Linked DNA regions of Mus musculus: region 1 is linked to region 2. The links are chromatin contacts, called in public HiChIP or PLAC-seq maps. All regions are on one chromosome and are shown on one strand. Each heading gives the region's core, a stretch centred on a gene start, on an enhancer-like site or on the middle of the called end of the contact. The rest is flanking DNA. Distances are from core to core; before and after follow the strand shown.

Evidence for each region. HiChIP or PLAC-seq counts read pairs in DNA pulled down with a chosen protein or histone mark.
Region 1: a FOXA1 HiChIP or PLAC-seq map of pancreatic cancer cells shows a contact between it and region 2. The contact joins two enhancer-like sites. A contact is called at or near these places in 2 of 115 datasets of contacts at active chromatin or transcription factors (astrocytes and pancreatic cancer cells).

What each region holds. Positions count from the first base shown.
Region 1 is chr7:98,381,218-98,386,993 of GRCm38.p6, forward strand. The region is part of intron 6 of Gm44507 (a long non-coding RNA gene); the gene reads right to left. Among named protein-coding and RNA genes, the nearest start is that of Tsku, 23 kb to the left of the region's middle. Within about 2 kb of position 2,379, at least 35 of the 459 cell types and tissues checked have an H3K27ac peak or open chromatin away from gene starts, as enhancers often do. A contact at or near this core is called in pancreatic cancer cells, where this site is marked.
Region 2 is chr7:97,754,106-97,760,027 of GRCm38.p6, forward strand. Gm39050 (a long non-coding RNA gene) reads right to left here. Exons shown (of 3, transcript XR_869802.2): 3 at 5,219-5,693. Among named protein-coding and RNA genes, the nearest start is that of Aqp11, 19 kb to the left of the region's middle. Within about 2 kb of position 3,061, at least 116 of the 459 cell types and tissues checked have an H3K27ac peak or open chromatin away from gene starts, as enhancers often do. A contact at or near this core is called in pancreatic cancer cells, where this site is marked.

The sequences.
Region 1 (5,776 bases), core at 1,129-3,628, 630 kb after region 2:
TTGATGTTGGGGCCTACTTTTCTGGGGCCCTGGAAGATAGAGCCTGGGTGTGCATGGTGAGGCCTGGGCCAAGGCCAAGGATACTTCAAGAGGGGTTCTCAACAAAGCAGGACAAATTGCATCAGAAACCTGGATTTTTACAGATGGGGATACTGAGGCTCACAGGGGCAGGAGTCCACGTTCATAGACCATGCTGTGGCAGAGGTCCAGGGAGAATCTACTTTCCTATTTAGGCTCCTTCGTAAACCCCATGGTCACTCAGCTCACAAGTGCTAGGACCTGAACCCTAGCCTCTGAGGCCCCTGTTCTTTCTGTTGCTCTACATTATTCCTTATGTCTCTCCTCTGCCTCATGTTCTGGCACATGGCCAGAGCAGGAGACTGCCGGTCCACCAAGTATGGTAGGGAGTAGAAGAGGGGAGGCCTTGCTCTTTAACAGGCACCTGGCAGAGCTGGCATCACCGGGTCAGGGGAGCTGATTGAAAACTTTCTGTAAAATAAAGACAATTATTACCTTGCAAGGTAAGGGACTCCCTGGCACCATCATGAAAATTGACACACGGCAGCTCCTCTATGAATTCTTAGAGGCAAGGTTTAGCAAACCCTGTTGATTAGCAGGGGTAGCCCGGCCTGCCAGTTGCTTCCAGAGCTGAGATCAAAAGGAAGTGAGCAGGAGACAAGAGACTAGCAATTCCCAAGCATCTGCTTTGAGCCAGGCATTGCACAAAGAGTCACAGTTGCTGGGGTTGACTCTAGGTGCTCACAGCAAGGCAGGTTCAGTGAGTGCGCTGGCTGACTTCGTAGGTGGGAAGCTGAAGCAGAATGAGACATAAGGTTTCGCAACTTGTGAGCACAAAACCCAGATTTACACCTTGGGCAGATGGACTTGAGAACCCTTCGATAGCCTCCAGGTTCACACACGTGTCTTGTCTCTGCTGAGCGGCTCAAGGGTTGGTCATCCCTGTGTTGGGCTGTGCTGGGCCCTCTGAGTGGGTCCTGCATCCCAGGTGAACACCTACCAGAGTCCTCCCAGCATGTCATCAAGTCTCTAGCCCTTCATACTCCTGAGGATCACCAGCAAAGGTCCCTGCTGCCTGTCTACTATATGTCCCTCTACATGAGTGCCCACTTCCAGCCCCACACAGTGACCTCTCCTGCTGAGTGGCATTTGGATGCTATGGTGCCTTCCACTCTCTCTGCCTCACTCTGTTTCCAATGTGCACAATGCCCTCTCCCTTGAGCCCTGGGGCTCGAAATCTCGTGTCTCCAGTTAAAGACCCAGGAACTGGGAGCACAAGCAAGTTCTGTTCTTAAAAGTGGGGGCTGGGGGGCATGAAGAAAAGAGGTAGCTTGGGGCGGGGGAAGGAACACTAGTGGAGAAGAAGAGAGGAGGGGGTCAGAGGGCAGGAGAAGGGCACTGTTGCATCTGTATGTGTGCCCAAGCATCCTGTAGTCCACAGTCAGGATCCTGCTGGGTAGAGAGAGAATTTCATCAGAATCAGCATGCCAGGATCAATTTGACAAGAGGGATGCTTCAGTCCACTGCAGGCAGGGAGCTGCCAGGGTTGGTTAGTGAGCTGCTAGTGGCCAAGGTGGGTGCTTCCCGACACTGACTAAATCCTCCTTTAGAGCTCCAGGAGAGGAACTGCTGCTCAGGAAAGGAGGAAGGGTCCTTGTCTACACCTGCCTCCATGATCACTATTGCTGCTTGTTGGGAGAATGTCAGGAGTGCTTTCCAGAGTCCATGCCAAGGCAACAGCCGAGGCCATTTGGTGACCCTGGGAGATGGCACTCGTGCCTCTGTTTTACAAATGGAAGTTTGGGGAAGGAAGATATTATTCAGCAGGAAGCAGAAGTGACCCATGAAGTTAATTTTATGCTACCGTCACCTACGGATGGGGGCCCTGAGAGATAAGGTACAAGTGGCGACTTAGCTGGAGCTCCCAGCAGACATGACATAGTTCTGATCTTAGTCCTCACTGGCCCACAAGGAGAACCCTGTTGTTATCATTCCCTTCTTTCGGAAGCGGGAAGCTGACACTTGAATCCAGCCTTCCACACCAGAGTCTCTGCCTTTAACTGCTTCTCTTAAAAGCGGGGTTCCAGAGAGAGACCTAACTATGTTCCGTGTGCCTTCTCACTGATGAATGGGGTACATCAGGCCCTTCAGCCAACAGCACAGGCAGCTGGTCTAACCCCGGAGGGACAGCCACCAGCCTGGTTCAGTGCACTTCCAGGTTGGGGCACCCCAGACATGGTAGGTGACCTGTGCTGGTATTTTTTGTTTATCTCCTGGGACACAAGCCAAGTGTGAGTCTGTTGAAACAGTAGTCGCTTGAAGCTTGCTTGAGGCAATCAGCTAATGTGGAGAGGAGAGAGGAGAGGGTGAAAGGGCAGGGCAGGGACACTGTGACTTGTGTGTCATAGTCAGAATCCTGCCGGATAGTGAAAGAATTTCATCAGAATCAGCATCCTGGGAGCAATTTCACAAGAGGAATATTTCCCCTCTGGCAGTGGACATTCTGCCCTGGCCAGAGCACCTGGTCTGATGTAGCCAAAAACCTGGGGTCTGGGGTGGGGATGGGGTGGAGATCCTTCCTTGGTCAGGGCTAGCTGCCTACATAATCTAAAGAACAGCTCACTCCATGGGCCTGGGTCTCTCTGAATGTCCAGGGTAGGGGGGTCTGGTTCTCAGGTTCTTTTTAGCCCTGCATCCTCACTCTAATGCTCCTTAGATGGCGCTTACTTTTCAAAGACAGGAAACTCCTGTTGTCACGCTCCTTAGAGGACAGAAGTTCCCAGCAGCATTTGAATTTCCCCTGAAGTCTGGTTTTTGACAATGGTCTTCACTACTCAAGGACTGTCTAGGGATTAAGGAGAGAAAAGGACTGCTGTTCAAACATGGGCATGCAAGCTGCAAAATATCCACAGACATCTACGCTGTCTGGAAAGTGGACCCTTCTCTTACCATGGGCCCGGATTCTGTCTGAGCATCCCAGCAATTTAATAGTTCATGCCTGATGGGCATCTATCTGCCCTAGCCTGGAGTGCTAGCAAATATTTAGCCATGGTACCACACCACCATGCTGCTGCTGAAATGAATTACTACCACACGAGGAGATGCAGGGTGGTAGAGGGGAAAGGTCAGATTCACATCCTGTTGTAGCGCTGACTTCCGTTCGTTCGGCGTGCTTTGGTGTCCTGCAAGGACCACATTGGTGCAGTGTTTAAATGAAGTCAGGGTAAAGCTCTTATATGGGATTGACATACACATGCAGACCAGCAGGCAGTGTTTGGGTTCCAGGGAAAGAAAGTGGACAAAAGAGTGATCTAAATGACCCATGTTCAAAGGCTGGTTCTGTCACTCATTACTATAGTTAGAATTGTGCTCTCCACCCCCATTCTCTCTTAAAATCCTAGAATACCTTAGAATATGAATATCTGAGGAGAGGTCCAAGTGACAATGAAGTCAGAAGGCTAGACCCTGATCACATATGACTGGTATCTTCGTAGGAAAAGGAGATTTGCATGTGGACCCACATGTTGGAAGCCACGTAACTGTAAAGATGGCCACCCACTAGCCATAGAGTAAGAACTCAAAAGCCAAGCCCATTAACTGTGGTGACACATGCACTTAATCCCAGCACTTGGGAGGCAGAGGCAAGTGGATCTCTGAGTTTAAGGCCAACCTGGTCTACAGAGTGAGTTCCAGGACAACCAGGACAACAGAGAGAAACACTGTCTTTAAAAAAAAAAAAAAAAAAAAGTAAGTCTGCTAACTCCTTGACCTTGGACTCCTAAGCCCCAGAACTGTAAGCTAACACATTTAACACATTTGTATGGTTTGAGCCTTCTTATACACAGGGGTGACAGATCTACTGTGACAACCCTAACAACTCAGTCACCCACCTGAAAACTCCTTACACTTTGCATGGTAGAGGAGACCAGAAAATCCCTAAGAAGAGGTCTGGTGCATAGTAGGGTCTTAGCAAATGTCCCTTGCCTATCTTCCAAGAACAAGAACAGCAGCTGGCCTCCTGGGAGAAGGGACTGGAGATATTGCAGAGTCATCCTGTGTTAGCATGAATCCAGGCACCCTACCCTTGACTCCACCCTCATCTAAAGCCCAGATTGGCAAACAACCTTGCCCTCGGCCCAGCCCTGGCCTTGGGACTGGCATCCAGCCAGGTTGATTGAGATCTGGGTACATAGTTGACTTTACCTATGGCCAAGTTCAGAGCAAAGCTGCCCTGGTTCATAGGCCAGCTTGGCATAGGGCACAGTTGCCAGGGAGTGGTAGAGAGGCCACAGAGATGGAGAGGAGCTGGGGGACCCCCACTCTGCAGTCCTGGCTGGGACCAACACCTTACTGTCAGACATAATCTGACTCTTCCCATCACCAGGCTGTTTACAAGTCACTCCAAGCCTTGGGAAGATAAGGGGTAGGGCGACAGTGGGACCCAGGAGTCAAATCCTGGCAGGGCCGTGGATGGGCTGCGTGGGCTGTGTGACGTTGGACCTTCCTTCGGTGGAGACTAGTCGGGGCCCAGATGGACAGACGGAGGCTTCTGTAATGTGAAGGTCATCTCCACCCATGGAGCTCCCAAGGCCCTCCATAATGGCATCTATTGTGACTGGTTCACAACTGACTGCTCAGAACTGTTGCTGAATCAAATTCCTGGAGAGCCAGGAAGTGTGCCTGTGGGTAGGAGAGCCAGTCTGGCACATCCAAGGACCAGCGCGTCCTTCCTATAACATCCCTCCTGCATCTCTTGGCAGCCTGAGAGCATAGGTAACAGCCCTCGGCTCCCTCCCCACAGCCCTCAGCTCCCTCCATGAGCTAGTCCTTTCTAACATCTGTTACCACCCGGACTCATCGGGATTTTCATATTCTCTGCGGCCTCTCTGCCCCTTCCCTGAGAAGAATGGTGATTGCATAGCAGGAACTTTGTGTTGGTCACTGTTCCACCTCCTGAACCCAGAACAGTGAGTTGCCCGGTGCTGAGTCCCTGTATGACTTGGGCCCTGGACTGCCTACTAGGGGTGGCAAGGAAAATGAAGACAAGACAGACACATGGATGCAGAAACACTGGGGTTGAGTAATCTGGGCTCTCAAATGGAGAAGCCATTGCACCCTGGACTCAGTTTGTTATATACACCTGAACAGGAAGGTAGGGTTATTGATACAAATATGCTAGGAGACAGAGTTATTGCATACAGATAAACAAGAAAGGAGGGTTATTACAAACAGATAACCAAGAGGGTGGACTTATTATATAACAGATAAACAAGGAGGCAGGGTTTATGATTCGGAGCTGCGGCAGGAGGCAGGTCTAGCTGATCTTGATAGGAGCAGTCTGCAGGACAGCAGCCTTCAGGCTAGAGCATCTTGGTGGAGGGCAGAAAGCTATGGTGAACATTTTCTGTACACAAGATCAATATTCACATTCAAGGATTTGCTATTTCATGGGACTGAGGAGCTGGTCCTTGTCATGACCCTGCACGTGTCAAACAATTCATATTTCATACAAGCTGTTACTGGCTCCCTCCAGCCTGGTACTTAGTAGGAATTCAGTCTTTGGGGGAGGAAGAGGGAAAGGGTGGGAGGAAGTTGTAGATCCTTTGTAAATATTGCATTTGAGACAGTTGCTTTAAGTCAGAGGCCAGTTCTATTTTCTAGAGACTTCCATCTGATGCAGGTAAGAGACACAGTGACCTTTAGCATATCCTTGACAGAGGGAAAGAGGGACCAGGCTGAGGACATGAAAGTTGGTGGC
Region 2 (5,922 bases), core at 1,811-4,310:
GTAGAATTTCTCTTTGCCAAGGTGGGTCACAGTCTTTCCTTAGCAATCCCAGCATCCCAGCACTTAAGAGGCTGAGGCAGAAGGAGTCAGAGTCCAAGGCTAGCCCTAACTACAAAACTAGATCCTGTCTCAGAAGACCAAGGGCTGGGTGGGGCTCAACCGTAGAGCACCCACCTAGCATATGCAAAGTTGGATTCCAGTACTGCAGAGAGGGAAACCAAAATAAACACGGAACCCCAGCGCACTTCTTTTCTAATGCTAAGCACAGAAGCCAAGACTATTGTTCTAAATTCCCCTCATCTTTCTGTGTGATGGTTGCCATAAAGAAATTCTTTGACATACCTCGTTTGATTATAGATCAAAAGACTCCTATTTCGGACTGGATCCTGTGCAATACCCAAAAGGGAAGAATGCTATGAAGAGGCCAGAAGAGTCTAGACAGGTCCTGTAGGGGCCCCTGTATAATCACTACTAGATCATTTCCATTAATCCAGTCACATTTGTCAACTACCTATGCTTCATCTAACTTAATGGACACTTCAGCCTGGCTCCTTGCTCTTCATTCTGAAGGCAATGAATCATGTAAAGCTATGATCAAATGAACGTGTACACATGTCACTTGTTAAGCTGTGTTTTAGGGTGAAGGTGTTGACTGTGACCCTTTGTGATGGGCAGGAAATATAGATCATCATCATCATCCATGTCACTGTCCCTGCAGTGGGAATGTATGTGGTCGGCGAAGAGAAAACATTAGTTTGAGCCCCTAGCATAGTCATGCTGTTCTGATGTTGCAGAATAATTTCCAGTCTCTACCAGGTAGTACAAAGCACAGGGGTGTTGAACGGCCTGTATCACTGGGAACGGGACTGGATGTGAGTGCTGCAGCAGTCACAGGTAGAGGAGATTGGAAACTGTACAACAAAGGTAGGAAGCTGGATGGGCGGGGCTGGAGAGTGGGTGGAGGGATGGCTGGGAGAATTTTCCCTTGTGCACATTGACCCCTACCAGACTGGCCTGTGGACAAGCCGGTAGGGCATTTTCTTGGTGGATGATTGATATGAGAGAATCCAGATTAGAGTGGGTGTGGCCACCTTGGGCAGGCCAAGCAAGCCATGGCGAGCAAGCCAGTAAGCAGCATCTCTCCATGGTCCTGCATCTGCCGCTGCCTCCAGGCTTTTGCCTTGAGTTCCTGCTCCGACATCCTCCGTGATGCACAGTGATGTGTAGGTCTAATAAACCCTTTTCTCCTGAAGTTGCTTTTGGTCATGGTGTTTTATCACAATAATAGGAATCCAAAGACAATCATAACCTTGTCTCTGAGGGAAACGGAGGCAGGCAGGTCACTGCGGCTTGCTGGTCGCAGCAGAGCTGAGAAATTCCCGGGTCAGGAAGAGATCCTACCATGGAGCAGCAGAGCAGCAGGCAGAAAGCGCAGGAAGAGGAGACCCAGTGTTCCACCCACATGTATAAGCATGTGCACTCCTTCCCACAAAATAATCAAAGTTAAAAAAAATAATGTATGCAGGATAATAACGCCATAATAGAACATTAAAATAACTGGTGGTTCGTTATATCACTTCCTGACTCTTCTGTGTATGTTTGAAAATTTCCACACTGTAAAGTTTAAAAATAAACCTACCTACAGGGCAGTGTGTTAATTGGCCCAAATGGTGCTCCAGGACCCGCTGCAGGGGTGGTCCTCGGCCAGTGGGAGGAGCTTGCGCTTGGCAGTCAGAAAGGTCTGGTTTGATTTCCAGCTCTGTCCCTCTCTCACCACATTGCTTTGGGCAAGTCACTGGCTGGCTTCTGGGCACAAACATGGGGCACAAGCGTGGGTACTTCGTGTTTCAGAATGTTGAAGGAACAAGTGAGTCCACGTGTCAAGTGCACATCCCGTGCCAGGCACACAGGAAGTGCAGCATACAGTCTTAATTACTTTACAGCAATCTAACTATTCTTTTTTTTTTTCTTTTTACCTTGTTGGTTTTAAAAATAGATGTAAAAATATAGAAGTATATGAAGCAGAGGTGAACTTTCCGTTGCAAACTTCCCAGTGTTCTTTCTATGGGAGGAATCTGCTTAAATTAAAACTTTAGCCTGTATTTTTCCAGACAGTTTTTTTTTTTTTAGTCTTTAAATATATGCAGGCATATGCATCTGTAATCATGTATATATTTAAAACAAAAGTGGATTTTTTTTTTTTTAGATACTTTCTCTGTGTAGCCCTGGTATCCTAGAACTCACTCTGGAGACTAGAGAGCAACCTGCCTCGGCCTCCTGAGTGCTGGGATTAAAGGTGTGTACTTGGTCCCCCAAAATGGAATCGTACTCTTTGCTCTGAAATCTCCTTTTGATTTATACTATAGAGCACCTGTGTGTGTGTGTGTGTGTGTGTGTGTGTGTGTGTGTGTGTGTGTGCAGTTATAGAGGCCAGAGGGCAAAGCTGTCTACCTCCTTTGAAACGTGTCTCCATTGTCCTGGAACTCACAGAATCGTCTAACTGGCTAGCCCAGGAACCACAAAGATCCCTGTGTCTATCTTCCCAGCGCTGAGATCACAGGCTCATGCCACCATGTTTGGCGTTTTTACATGGGCTCTGGGAATCAAACTCAGGTCCTCACACTCGCAAGGCAACGGAGAAATGCCTATAGCATTTTATGTCAGTTCATGAGGCTCTGTAGATATGGTTTCATAAATTTCATTCCTATGCATTTGCTCCCAGCTGTGGGCATTTATATATGCTAGAATCTGGCAATACTGCAACGGTTCTAACGTCCCTCTATAACGTCACAGGAGGATTTTTTTTTTTTAATTTTGGTTTTGTTTTATTGTTGTTTTGTTTTATACTAAGACCCCAGTATTCTTGGCTTTTTCTACGTTTCTAAGCTGCATGCCGAGAGGGACTGTCTTCTCTGGTCCCACTGATTTCTTAACAAACTGAGGTGTGGTTTGATTTAGAGAAAATATCAGCCTCAGTGGAGAAAAGAGTCCGGCTGCTCTCTGCTGTCTGCCTGGGTGGCTGGAGGACGGTGACACAGCTGCCGTTGTCAGGGCTGAACACAGCAGAGGGCTGGGTGAGTCACAGTTTTATTTGTGAAAAGCCCGCAAAGATCCTGTGAGGTGGGATCCTGAGAGAACCAAACAATAAAACCTTCTCTCAAAAGAAATCCCAGTGGATGTGGGGATGAAAAGGTGGGTGAGGAAAGAAGCGGGTGGAGAAGTTCACTTTCCCCTCCTGTTGTCCTGGTGGCTTTTCAAGAGGACGGTGCAGGAGAAAGATGGTTTCAAAATGGGGACTGGGGGCGGGGGAGGTCTGGCCCTGCCTTATGTAAGAGCACCTGACATGCGCGGTACAATCAGTCCCAGGCAGACTCCTCAGAAAGATCGCTTTGTAAACCACTCTTGGCTCAGGGGAGGCCAACAATTGCCAACAATTGGCCTTTGTCCTTGCGGCTCTCCCATCATCCCACTATAAAGCTTCTGGTTCAAACCACTGGGAGGTTTGGGCAAGAAGAAATTCTTCCATTGTCTGTTAGGAATGAGATCAATAAGGTGACGTAACCCATGATGTAAGGCTTGCCCCGGGTTCCGGCTGGTCCAGGTGCAGGAATCACAAGAGGCCTCCTTACTGCACGTATTTCTTTAGGCCCTTAGGCAACCTGGCCACACAGTGTGAAATCTTCAGCACCTTCCCTTTCCCCTTTCTGCCTTATAACCACCCTCGCCCATGACCCCACAACAGGCTCCCTGGTTTCTTGGACTAGAGATCTCCCTTCTGCAGCCTCTTTCCAAACCCAGCCTATACTGCTGCAGAGTCACACGTTCTTTTGTCTGTCTGTCTGTCTGTCTGTCCTTCTTGCCAGCTGTATCCTACATTCTCAGCCCCAGAGGCTCGAGGTTAAGTGACAGCACAAAGACACAAGTGGATAAATTCAGACTATGAGGTGGACCATGAAGCAACTGAACTAGTTTAATCATCGCATCAACATCACAAGAAGAAACAAATACACCAAGGGATGTAGGTGGAATGAGGGGAATTGTCCTAGATTTTAAAATTCAAAAGCTGGGGCTGCGGAGATGGCTCGTCAGGTGTCGGGTAACGGCACTTGCCACACATACTTGGCAACCTGAGTTCAGTTGCCTGAACCCACAGAAAGGTGGAAGGAAGGACCTCACTCCACAGAGTTGTTCTGTGATCTCCACATTCATATGTGGTTCGTGTGCCTCCCCTCCCCCAACACATACACGATAAATAAATAAAAATTATATTCAAATGCATGCAAGAACCCTTGTTTGAATCCTGATTTTAATAAGATGTCACAAAATGGCATTTCTTTAGATTTTTTTTTTTTTCCCGAGACAGGGTTTCTCTATATAAACCTAGCTGTTCTGGAACTAACTTTGTAGTCCAGGCTGGCCTCGAACTCAGAAATCCGCCTGCCTCTGCCTCCCAAGTGCTGGGATTAAAGGAGCGTGCCACCACGTCCGGCTTCTTTAGATTTCTGAAAGCAAAAGCTAAGAAACAGATGCACTGGAGTACTGTGAGTTTTTAAAGCATTTTCTTGGCTGTGATGTGTAGGAATATCTGCATGTGAAGTATTGAGGGAGGAGATTACAGGAGGTCTGGGATTCACCTTAAAATGTCTACTCGGATAAAGCAGACGTGCATGTGTGGTGGTAGGCAGTCCTGGTAAGTGTTGAAAATGGGAGATATGTACTTTTATACAATCCTGTCTAATGTTGTTGATTAAAGACTTCATAATAAAATGGTAGTGTGGGACCAGCTAGATGGTTAACAGGTAAAGGTGTTTGCCATCCAATCCTGAATTTAGTCTTTGGAACTTTTGTAAAGGCTTTGAAAGGAGAGGACCAACTCCAGCAAGTTCTGCTCTGACCTGGCACCTGCTGTGGCATGTGACCCTCTTCCCCCATGCACATTCACAATAATAAAGCACATTAACACTTTAAAATGAAAAATAGAAGCTGGAGCGTGGTGGCACATGCCTTTTATCCCAGCACTCAGGAGGCAGAGGCAGTAGGATCTTTGTGAGTTCAAGGCCAGCCTGGTGTACTAACTGAGCTCCAGGACAGCCAAGACTAGACAAGGAAAGAAATCCTGTCTCAAAACAACAACAACGACAAACCAAACGAGAGAGAGAGAGAGAGAGAGAGAGAGAGAGAGAGAGAGAGAGAGAGAGAGAGAGAGAGAGAGAACGGGAGGAAAGAAAAAAACAAAAAAGAAAGAAAAGATTAAAAAAGAAATGGAAGCATGGGAGAGGCAGAACCGAGATGCTCCATGGACAGTTCAGCCTGACTCCTGATATCCAAGTCCTGGCTCTGGCCACCTGCTGCTCTCCAGCTTCATCACTGGCCACAGTGGGGCTGAAGCACATCTGGCTGCAGCGATCACACCTGGAGGCAGCGGTGAGCTCATGGAAGGAAGGGCTTCTGGGAGGTGAGAGCTTATGCTTTTCATTACTGCCCACACCTGAGCTGGCACCTCGGCAGGTACAGCGAGCAGAGCAGAGCGCTGAGCAGCTGCGGGTGTTCTTTTGCATCTGAGGAAGGTGAACCACTTTGCTGACTCACTGGGGGAATAGTTTCTGATTCTGTGAGTAGCTGAAAGACATCTTCCTCTTCCCTCTCCACTTCTTCCACCACACTGCCATATTGATGCAATCTACTTGACATTCCTACTAAAAAACAAACAAAAAAGAAAAAGAAAAGAAAAAAAAGTAAAAACTCAAAGTTAATTTACAGAATGAGGACATTACCTTGGTTTTTTTGGCCGGTGGTGGCGCACACTTTTAATCCCAGCACTTGGGAGGCAGAGGCAGAGGCAGGCGGATTTCTGAGTTCGAGGCCACCCTGGTCTACAAAGTGAGTTCCAGGACAGCCAAAGCTATACAGAGAAACCCTGTC